2 separate regions of the Gossypium hirsutum genome follow, and region 1 is linked to region 2. The links are chromatin contacts, called in public Hi-C maps. All regions are on one chromosome and are shown on one strand. The core of a region is the stretch at or near the end of the contact, and the rest is flanking DNA. Distances in the headings are between cores, read along the strand shown. Region 1 holds the start of LOC107912756 (mitochondrial 37S ribosomal protein S27). Region 2 holds the start of LOC107912751 (alpha/beta hydrolase domain-containing protein 17B).

What was found. A called contact is a pair of places that touch in the nucleus more often than the background predicts.
Region 1: a contact with region 2 is called in a Hi-C map of leaf, with 4 times the contacts expected there. The contact joins the promoter of LOC107912756 here to the promoter of LOC107912751 in region 2. A contact is called at or near these places in 3 of 34 Hi-C or Micro-C datasets (all in leaf).

The regions. Positions count from the first base shown.
Region 1 is chrA11:22,780,071-22,785,853 of Gossypium_hirsutum_v2.1, forward strand. LOC107912756 (mitochondrial 37S ribosomal protein S27) reads left to right here and starts at 1,856. Exons shown (of 2, transcript XM_041081365.1): 1 at 1,856-2,026; 2 at 2,826-3,290. The coding sequence starts at 2,860. The coding sequence ends at 3,168. It overlaps LOC107911021 (RAB11-binding protein RELCH homolog), which reads right to left. Exons shown (of 19, transcript XM_041081368.1): 19 at 4,972-5,707. The coding sequence ends at 5,322.
Region 2 is chrA11:22,615,880-22,622,277 of Gossypium_hirsutum_v2.1, forward strand. It overlaps LOC107912751 (alpha/beta hydrolase domain-containing protein 17B), which reads left to right and starts at 3,205. Exons shown (of 5, transcript XM_016841058.2): 1 at 3,205-3,944. The coding sequence starts at 3,640.

The DNA.
Region 1 (5,783 bases), core at 606-3,105, 160 kb after region 2:
CGATTGGTTTAAATACAAATATTTTAAATATCGATTTTGATAATTACAATTATTATGTTAAAATTTAAATTTTAAAACCCCAACCCTAAACCCTAACAAACTAAAAACCCTAACAACCCTAAACACCCTAATATAACACAGGAAAAAATGCTTCTAGCTAGCAATGTTTTCCCTAAATTGGCCTATACCAGTAAATATTCCAAAAATCGGCCTATTCCGGTAATTTTGAAAAAAATCAACATTTTTTTGGTAATTTAATCAGGAATATATATTAGATTGATTCAAAAAATAATTGTTTTCTATATTACCCGCGCATATATCCACTATATCTACTTGATTTATTTGAAATATATAGAAAATTTTATTATTTTGAATAAAGGGTGAGTAAAATTTGATTCAATTCAAAATAATCTAAAAAAATTAAATTTCAAGTTATTCGATTTTTTCAAGTAAACTCAAATAAGTTATTCGAGTTTCGAGTTCGAGTTGGGTTGAGTTCTATAATTCGAATAATAGATTGGTGTAAATACCCCTTTGGTCTTGTTAATTTTAAAAATGAGCAAATTGGTCTTTCTCTCGATAAAAAATACAAAAAAAATTCAAAATAACTTTCAAAAATTTAAAATATTTATAAAAATCCCAAAAATTATATATATTTTTTAAAAAAATTATAAACATTTAAAAAAGAATATATAAAGAAAGTTAATTTTTTTTAAATAATAATCTTGAGGACTTAAATAAGTTAATTAGTGATTCAAGTTTATCATATTAAAGTATTTTTTTCTTATTTTACTTTGAAAAACTTTTCAAATATTTATGTACTCTAACATGAAATTAGTTATAATAAAACAAGATTTTAATTTGACATATTTAATTTCTTAATTTAACTCGAACAATTTCATTTGATTCTACGCAACTTGAATTTCATTTCAATTAACTCGATTCGAAAATTTTCAAATTGAGTTAGGATGATAAAATATGACTCGTCCACTCGATTAACTCAAAAATTTTTCACTCAATTTGATTGAACGCTCACCCTTATTTTGAATAACAAACATATTACCTTTTATGCGAAAAAAAATCAAACAAAAAAATTTAAGGTAAATTACATCATTAGTCACTAAGCTACAGGTAATGTTTTTTGTTTGGTCACTTAATTAAAAAAGTTACAATTTGGTCATTGAACTATTCGAAAGTTTTCATTTAAGACACTTTGCTATTAAAATCGACACTATATGTCTTTCTCTATTCTTATTGTTTGCATCAATGGAAAGCTCTCTTTTCCAATATCTTCTATAATTCAATTTTTTCTTCACAAAATAATTTTGGACGCCACAAATTTGTGAATCGAAAATCTAACAACTTTTTTCTCTGATCTCCGACACTGACCATCATATCAACTTGGACCTAAAGTATGTTATTGTACTAGCCATTGGGTACTAATCCACCATAGGACCGTTGAATCATCGCTTGGAGCTCAAAAGTGAAACTTATTTTAAAAAAAATAAACATAGTAGCCTGTGATTTAAATAAAAACTTTTGAACAATTCAATGACTTGAATAAAAGTTTTCAAATAGTTCAATGGCCAAATTATAACTTTTTTTTTATTTAAGTGACCAAAACGAAAACTAACCCATAATTTAGTGACTAATGGGTAGTTTACCCAAAAATTTAAATACAAACAAATATTTTATTATTTATTATTTTTACTTCTTATAAATAAAAATATTTTTGAAAATAATAAATAATTAAATATTTTTTGTTTGTATAAAAAATTTTCGTTAGATTTTTTTCACACAATTGTAGTATGTTTGTTTTTTCAAAATTTGAAAATGATAAATGATAAAATATATTTTCAACAAGTAATCTAAAATTTGCTTAAGAAAATTCCCGGCCCACTCTCATCTATACTCACATATCCCCTGCCGCCACCACCACTCTGTCACAGCCTCCCCCTCCTCCTTCCCTGACCTAAGCCCCCTCTTTACCTTCAAGTTTCTGACAGACCAGTAAATTAGATAAAAGGTAATTTTTGAAACCCTAAATTTATCTTGCACATTTCTTTCTACTTGACTCATGAGAGAGATTTTGAGTTATCTACTCTTATCACTCTGCTATATTTGATTTTTCTGGTTTCGATTCTGCTGTTGGTTACTCTCCTTTCTCTGTTTACTTTGTTGAGAAATAGAATTTTTTCTAAAAGGTATCGGTTTAGTGGAAATGGCGGACCTTTATCGCCGTTTTTTTTTTTTTGGTTTCATTGCTATTTGTGTCCGCGATTCGTTGCTATTGATGTGAATTGAGGAGGTCTTTTGGTGGCGGCGGATTTTTCTGCTACCGCGAAATAGCGGCTGCAACTGCACTATTTGAAACCTCGATTTGAATAGTTTATAGAATGTTGTTTTGGTTTTAGAACCTGGTTATTTGATTATTAGATTGGGATTTGATTGTTTTTTTTTTATGTTTGAATTGAACCAAGATGGTTAAGAACAGAGTTTTATGATTGTTGTTTTAGTTTAGAACTAGTTGTTGAAATATCAGTTGTAAATTTGGTTATTAGGTTAGGTTAGGATTGAATTGAGATCATCTTGTTTCCTAAAATATTATTTCGATGCTTTTGCTGAAAGTTTCTTTTGAATATTTAATACTATTGAATGAGAAATAGTTGGAAATATATTTTTGTTCTGGTTTTAGAACAAATTGGGAAAATTTCTGCCCTAAATCTGGTTATGAGGGAGATCATCTTGTTTGCTAAAATATTTTGAAATTTTCAGTATGCTATTGCTGAAAGATTTATTAACATGATTGTGAAATTTTCTTGAAGTTTCTTTTCAACGTTTAACAGAATTGACTGAAAGATGAGTGCTGGTGGTTTAAAGAAAATGTTGGCTTCGGCCGTTGTAGTAGGGGTCACTGAAGCTCGAGCAAGAATATTTGGACAGATACTCAACCCAACGGGACAGAGATCACCCCATAAGATCTTACGCAAAAAGCTCATCGGGGACAAGGTTGCAGAATGGTACCCGTATGATATCAAGAACGATGATCCGCATGTCATGGCGCGTGAAGAAGAAGAGCGCTTATCGAAGCTTGAATCGTTGAAGAGACGTGGTAAGGGACCACCAAAGAAAGGCCAAGGAAGACGTGCCGCTAAACGCAACAAGTAGAGGTAATCACATGAGATGGTTTTTGTTTTGACTTCATAAATGGCTGTTTCTTTAATGCAGTTAGCCATCTTGTTGGACAGTTTGTTAGAATTGAAATCAAACCAAATATATTTGATTGTTTACTTGAACCAAAATTAAATTGAACTTAACAAACACCTAACTGAATACTACGGGTTTGAATTTGATTATGGTATTTTTGCTGCGCCCAAGTTTGGATTGGATTTCGAATAGATGAAATGGTTGAGATGGAGGGATGAGTTTCTTTAATCTGTTTGATTAGCTATAGACTCGATAATTTTAAGCACGAAATGATTAGATGTATACAAAATGGATACACAGGTGGTGAAGTTAATCTGCACTCTGTTTGCACATTTCCACTTCCACTCCGAAATGAAATTAAAATTATAACTTCCTTTTTCTTTTGTCAAGTTCTTTGAATGTACTCGTAGATTTTTGTTCATATTCAACTGTGTTGGATTGAAAGTGTACAAGTGTTGGATACTAATATGTAAAAAATGAAAATTTGAAGAAACATAGTTTTAAATTAGACTTTGTCTAGGGTTGGGTTGCGTTATCCCTTGCTTTGAAATTTGAAAGATTTGGACAGTTCAAAAAATGAGAGCGAGCAAAATAGATCGTTCATATTATTTATTTAAGCCTAGTGTTTGGTAAAAGTTTTCTAAGTCCAGGCATGATCTAAAGTTCTGAAATTTATGTAAAGGTTTTAGGATTAAAGATTTCATTAGGCAAAAAAAATATTAATATCCATATACCCTTGAACTTGGCTTAACTCATGAGTAAATCTGTTTGACAATTGACATCAATGAATAAGAAAAATCAACACTTCAGATGTTTTGAAGCTACCATATTGATCATTGTTATCCTAGTTTCTGGATTTTGATTTTAACTTGAAAAGGAATGACGTTTTGCTTTCAACCGTTTAGATCTTTAACAACATATAAGTTCGTCAATGTAGCTTTTCTAATTTGGTTATCAAATCGAATGCCTTTAAATTTGAACGTCTCGAATAAAGAAAACAAGAATATTAGTAATTTGAGAAGGTGAAGAAAACTTGGTATCATTTCACGGGGTATCCTATGTAAAAATCTCTCTGCTTAATTAACACGACATACATCAAAATTAACCATGATTTCAAAATATATGTAATAAGTTTATTAAAAATCAAATTTTATAACATTTTAAACACAATTATAACCTAATAAAATACAACAATCCAATATGAAAATACATTTATTTTATAAGTTCATTGAAAATGCCAGCCTATGCAATTTTTTTTCTCAATTTCATTTTCTTTCTACTCTTAAATATGATTGTAAATTTGTAACCATGAATGATAAAAACAGCATGAAATCATGATTCATTTGGGGTTACAATTTCATGTCAACTAAATTAGGTTAATCTCCTCTTTGACCCTGCAAATTCACATGCCTGATAATTGGATCAGTAAAGATGGAAATCTACTCTAATTTTCAAACCAACGGCGTTCATCAACCAAACCAATAGTACAAACCTTGTTCAGGTCTTCGACTTGATCCATAATAAATTTTCACATTAACATTTATATTTTTAAAAATTAAATATTTTTTATTGATTAAATAGAAATCTGAATTGAGCCAAACCAGATTACAAAAATCTCATTCAGAACCAACCAAAGTCGGACTGAATAACCCAAGGGCACTGCTTTCCAAACCCCAATCAATTTATAAAATTTGTTGTACTTCTCTAGACAGCAAGCTGGTCATCGCTTTCAATTCATTTATATCAGTCACTAATAGAATTAACTTCACTAATTTGCTTTAACTTGAATTTTTTTTTCTTAGAAACTATCCAATAATTTCAGTGACTGTGAAAATATTGAAATGCAAAAAGAAAAAAAAAAAGAGTATAATCCATTGCTTATGACAAAAACGCAATGCTTAGATTCTATGTGAAGAAATCTTAAAGACAAGAGCCGCCACATAATCTCATCTTGTTTTTCTTCCTTAATATGCGCTTTAGCAAGAAATTATAATCAAAGAATTGACACCTGCTACGAGTATCCTCATGTATGACATGAATAAATAAACAAATAAACAAATATTTATATATATTCATCTCATAAAGGAGTTGGGGAAGAAGAGTCTCACTTGGTTTCACTGGTTCTGATGAGTTTCTTCTTGGCTTTTTGCTTTGCCTCGCAGCATGTCAGTGACCCTCATGATGCGCATGAATCTAGTATCCTCCGGTGCAAGTCCATGTGCGGATGATGCCCCAGCTCTCGGAGATCCAACTGGAGATGTTGGTGCAGTGCTTTCTTTCTTGCCTAGCAGCCCACCCTCACCAAAGATACTAGTCATTGATGATGGAATCCCGATGTGAGCTCCCATAACCTTACTCAAAGCATCAAAAGTTCCACCGGATCTTTCTTTCAATATTATTTCGAGGGCCTCTTTGTGTGCAGGATCTAGTGTATCGGGGTCTCTTAATAAGTTTTGAATTGAAGGAAGAAGGAAATCACGAATGCTATTTGCAGAAATATCTGCAACAAAAATGATAATAAGTACTAAAATACATCACAAACAGAAACCATAGTTCGATGTGAAAACACAAAAATG
Region 2 (6,398 bases), core at 1,955-4,454:
TTAAGCCAACATTTTATAGTTGAGCTCCTCCAGATCTAATGGTATAAATTGAATTACATCAACGGTTAAGATTAGTGCCTATCTACAATATGAGAGTCCTAAGGGATTTAAACTCTATACATCTTTATCCTTTAAGATTTACAATAATTACTTTGACAACTTTAGTTTTACTAGAGTGTTTCATTAGGCTACTAAGGCTTTAAGTAGATGAGTTTCTCCATATGTTTCACGAATCGAGCCAATTGAAGTGGGCCAAATATGCCCTATTTAATTAGTTGACCTTCTTGGGACGCTTTATGTGCATTTGTCACAGGTTTTGATCTGTGGCCTGTGACATTCTCCCTCACTCATTCTCACAATGCCCTCGTCGCGTCCTTGGAATGACATTGGTTTGGCTCGTCTTAGAACTACCTTAATGCCTCGGTTGATGCCCAATTAGTCTCTCTATCAGGTAGTTCCGCTCCTCGTAACATTTGCCTCGGCTTATGTCTCCACCGTCACCTAGCTCAAATTATATTTCTCTCTTGTACATTTCATTTGCAAGAGTCTACCGCTCTTACTTGTCCCCATCATGACTTGCCTTGATCGGATAATATGAGAGAAGTTATGAATATAGTGGATATATATAATGGTAATTTACTAGAAGTTACACTCATGTAACTTATTTTAGCAAAGGGAATGTTACATACAAACTTAAGTGCAAGTGCACGGTTTGGTTAATGAGAAGAGGGAAAGACAAAAAAATAGTTACGTTCTAGTGAAATGTTAAGAAGTAAAATTATTAATAATATTCTTATATGAGCTTCTAAGCCACGCTCTCCAAGACATTCCAGCTATGGGGCAAACCAACGAATCCTGCTAATCTTCTCAACATAAAGTGATCCTACAAGAAACAATATTTTCAGATACTACTATTAATAGAAACATTAATAACAAAAAAATGAGTATCTATATTTTACCTCTTGCATGAGATTTGTTTTTATGAAAATGAATTCTCATGCATAAAAAAATAATACGGCGAGAATGATAACGAAAAAATTTATTGAATGGAAAAGAAAAACAAAAAGAATATTAAAGATTACTAATAAATGCAACATTTAAAAACAAGAAGCTATTCGTCTAACCTACATTATATGGGCTTGAGTGTCTGTATTGACAAGAGTGAAGCTAGAAATTTTTTTTAGGGAGGGCCGAAATGAAAATTTAATTTTTAATAGTCTATATCTTTATAATTTTTAAAAGATTAAATTAAATTTTCATAATTTTAGAGGGGCAAAGTGTAATTTTATATTTACTAATTTAAATTTTTAAAATTTTCTAAAGTGCCAAAATAATAATTTTTTTTATTTTAGGGGAGATCAGGGTCCCTTGTCAGTCCCCTGGATTCACCTTTGTGTATCGAGATAGGTAAGTATTTAATATAGATATGTTCAAAATTTATAAATTTATTTTCATTTTTTGAAAATTCTTGAACAGTATCTTGGATATGTGTCTAACACTAAAAGGAAGCTCTATTAAAACTTAAACAACAATGCTAATTAAACTTTTAATCAAACATATAAAATTGACAAATTTTAAAACATGACAATATCAAAATTCTGCCATTACAAACTAACCCCAAGATTTCACTGACCACCATCTTATGTTACTTATATTTGGGTTAAAGTGTGAGAGGCAAATATGTCTATTAAAAATTTTCTAAATATTTTACTGTATTTGGAGAACTTTTAAAGATTATATTTAGATATATATGTATTTGATACTAGTGTAAAATATGAATATTAAATGGAAGTGTGAAACACGAGACTATAAAAAGAAATATAATTGGACTGTCTCCACTGTCAATATTCGTTATTGATATAAAATCGAGATAAACATGGTAAAAGGGTTTGGTTCCTTAAATAGCACTAAGCAGTAAGTACCACTGTTTTAAATAGCAATCTTAAATAATGCAATAATGTGGCCAGGTTTTGACTCTCTTCGCTGCGAATATTCATTATCAAATTTCTTGGAATTTTACTATCCAAAAAACAATAATGCTGGAAGTAATTACACTTCATATTTATTGTGTCTATAATCAACTTAAATTATTCTTTCATAATGAATTTAAAGGTTTAATCTTTGTTTATGAAATAAAATATATTTTATAATTATTCATTTATAATTATTCATTTATAAGAGAATTATTTATTGTTACCAGTAGTATTAAATTACAATTTAAATACATAAAAAAGTGAGTGTTAAAGATGATAAAAAAATACATATACTTCAATCATAAGTGAGACCAACAGAATTGAAATTAGGTAGAAAAGAAAGGGTTGAAGCAATGGCTGATGTCTTCATCTTCTTTATGCATTTTGGTACGGTCAAGTGTTAAAAAGTCGCAAATGGAATTGGGCAACTAGTGTGGGGTACATTACATTTGATGAGAAGACTTTGGATATGATAATAAAGGGAATCTCCAACATGAATAATAAAAATGATATAAAGAAGAAAAGCAAGTTGTTTTTGGGTTGAAACATGGAAACTAGACCTATGACGCCTGGCCCAATAAGTCCGACCTTTTCGGACCATGTTTTTGACTGAAATCTCCGGTTTAAGTTTAAAACCTCCCTGTGTTTGGTGAAACTATTAGGCCATTAAATTTAGAGTAGAGTAGGGTTTAATGATAAGTTTGGATAGGTGGTGGAGTGTAATGTAATATGTTTAGTTTATTTTTTATCTTACGTTATAGTAATATTATTGTATTTAATTTTATCGTCATTACTATTTTTTATATTAATTGTAAGTAAACATACTATCTATCTAAACCTATCCTAAGTCGTATACGAGAACCAAAATCTTTTTAACATTGTTTTATAAGTCAAAATAGAGTTTTATTACTTCAAACAAACCAATTATTCGTTGAAAGTTAGTTTATATTTTTAATCTTCAACCGTTTGGTAAGTAGAACTCATAACAATGTAGTTAAATTTAGTTAAATTAGGTCTTTATCTATAGGAAATATTTAAAATTCAAGAAAAATGTAAATTATAAATATAATAGTCATAAATATTTTTCAAATCGAATTTCAGATATATATTTTATTTAGTCTAAATTATGAAAAACATATTCTCAAACACAGCAGAAGAGAACATCAATATTTAATTTTAATTATTTATTTGAATTTATTAAAATAAAAGTGATCCATGCAAAGCGGCCATCATTCTAGTGAAGTGACTAAAGATCCAAAGAGATACATACATACATGCCATGTGCGTATCATTTGTCAAAGTCGCCGTCAGGCGACCCTTCCTATACCCACGCTCACGCTCACGTCCACGCGCCTTCTTGCTTTTTCCTACCTCCCTTTTAATGGATAAAATCCCATTTAGCTGACATTTCCCAGCTCTCAAAACATTTAAAGAAACTTCGCTTCGTTACGGCAGCTCCCGTCTCAACGCGCCTCCATTACCATTCCACGCGCCACCTTTTTTCGTTTTCATTTTCCTTCTCTTTCATTTTCCTTCTATCTTAAATGAAATGAAAAAGATCTGAAGGAGATTGGAAGTTGGTGATTAAGATTTGAGGTTTCTGAGGAGGGTGACTTATTTTGGTAATTTTAATGAAGGATGAACAACGTTTGGTGGTAAGAAGAAGATGGGAGGAGTAACGTCTTCGATTGCCGCGAAATTTGCGTTCTTCCCGCCAAATCCGCCGTCATACAGAGTGCTAGAGGACGAGTTATGCGCTGGTCAGCTTTACATACCAGAGGTACCGAGGAGGGACGGTGTCAACGTCTTGAAGCTACGCACGCGCCGCGGGAACGACATCGTCGCCGTCCATATAAAACACCCCAAGGCTTCCGCTACTCTCTTGTATTCTCATGGAAATGCCGCTGATTTAGGACAAATGTTTGAGCTTTTCGTCGAGTTGTGTAATCGCTTGCGGGTTAATCTTATGGGGTATTTTTATTTTCTTTCATAATTTTTGCAACATATAGAACATGATATTTTAAGTTGGCTTCCTAGGCTTTTACTGTTTTAATTGTATTAGAGTTCTTTTAGCTTAGTAAAGTAGTTCGTTGGGGTTTGGTCTGATTTGCTTGTGATTTTGGGGGATTTAGGGTTCTGTAAGTGTTGGAAAATTCTGGTGAAGTGGAACTTGCTTGCCTCATGTTCAGCTGTATTATTGAGGTTGAAGCTAGTTAGGGGAAGAACAGAGATTCTGGTTATCAGTAAGTGAAAGTTATGCTGATTATGGTATGTTGTAAGATTGAGCTAATGGTTTTACTTTAATTGGCTTCATTTGTGCAGTCTAGAGAGAGAGAATAAAAAAAATATAGGAGAAAGAGAGACTTGGTCAAAGAGTTACTGGTGAAGGCGATGTTGTTGAGTTAAAGTTTCTTAGGAGTGACCGGTTATTTGTTCTCCTTTCCTTCTATTGTTTCTTCAATGTGCGGACTTTTGCAATATTATTGAGCATGGATACTGTTTAAACGTGATTTAAATACTTTGGGATATATATATATTTTTTCTGTTTACTGATCGTGGACTGAAGGCAATGTTGAAGAAGATGGTTTATGGCAGGGTCATATTAGTTACGGTTACTTGCTTGTTATTGAGAAGCTTTATGTTATTGGTTATACATTTTTGCAAATAGTGCTTCGATGTTAATGCCGAAGACCTAAGGACAGTGACATGCAGGCAATGTTGTTAAAGAAAAAAAGAAAAACTGTAGGCACATGATTAGAATGTTCGAGAAGTGTGTAGTCCTTTAACTGGATGTTCTGTTTCTATAGAATATAGGTCACACCTTCATAATAGCCCTATGTTACTATTGAGGCATTATGACTAACTGAAGAGACATTTCTCAAGTTTTGAATATTCTAGCTTTTATTTTATGCTTCTGAATACTATTAGGGATGCTTAAATTTATTGTGTCCTATTGTAGACTGTGGAACAATGCAATCTTGACTTCCTTTGATTATTAGGTTCTATTATGTTGCTGCATTATTTTCCTATAAATTCCCATGTTTCTGAATTATTCTGCTTCTGTTCCTTCCTTCTCTGCCATTACCACATCCAGAACTTTTATTCTATATTTACCATCAATCCTTGAAGTTGATGGGATCTTCTCATTGTTGCTTATCTATGTTCATTTGGAAAAGCTAGATATTTAGTAACTCGGACTGCAGTATGAGTATGATGAGCATAGTGTTTGTCATGCCAGTGGACAAAAATGTAAATGGAGGTAGGTTTGTTTGTGTAATTAGGTGGTCACATGTAAGTTCTTATTACGACTTAAAGATATACTACAGAATTTATTGATGACATATAACTGGGATAAAGTGCTAAAAGAGAAGGAAACATTATCTTTTTAAGGTCAAATTTAGGATCCCATGCAACTAGCTCAAGCCATACTGTCTGTACAGTTGATTGGTCAGGGTGCAAAATTGGGATCAAGCGAAAGAAAAGAGAAGGAAACATTCTCCTTTTTAAGGTCAAATTTCTTGTTTGTGTAGTTGATTGGTCAGAGTACAACTCCATGCTGTTTGGGCGGACTGCAAAGTTGTAGCAACTAAATTATTATCACCTAACCTCCAAAGTGATGACTGATAATTATTAATTATGTTATTTCAGTTATGTTAGATTATGTTATGCAAATGTATGAACAATGCAAATAATAATATTTGCTAGCTTTTCTTACTGACTTAATAATCAACCACTTCTGTAAGGAAGTTCTTTTAGGCCCTGTTTCTACTTCTAGAAAATGATTTATAAGAAGTTTTTCAGCGGTAGTTTAGTGTTTTAGGGCTGTAATTGCTGTACTGTCAAGTTGGATCTTTGAATGTTGCCTTATGGTAACTATTAACTCTCTCAAATTTCTTTGTGACTTACGCTGATATGCGTTCTCTTGTTCTTATAAATAACAAGGTTGGCAGCTTGGAAATGATTGTCTTCTGTCTGTTGTCAAACTTCTGATGTTTGTTGTAGGTGCTCTCCATAACTATGTAAACAGCCAGGAAGGTTTTAAAAATTAAAAAGCAAGCTTAATGCTTCCTTGTAGATAAAATTTTTCCAAGAGAAAACTAGAAAAGTTTGCTTTCAAAGCAGGCACTGACTTTGCATTATCTATTGAACTTAAATAACTGAGCACATTATTCTCCTGTGGAGACTTTTGTAGAAGAAACTGATCAAGGGAGTCTTCAATCCTTAGATGTATAGCGCATTCCAAAGTTTTGTGAATTATAATGCAAAAAGGAACTTTTAGATATCTTATCCTATAAATTATTCTTGGGATTGTTTTTAGACATGACATGATTGTACAGATAATTAGAGTTCCTGAAAAGAAAATGTTTTATCATCTTTGTGCTTGATAGGTCTATTTTAGTCTAGCCATTTATCATATATATATAT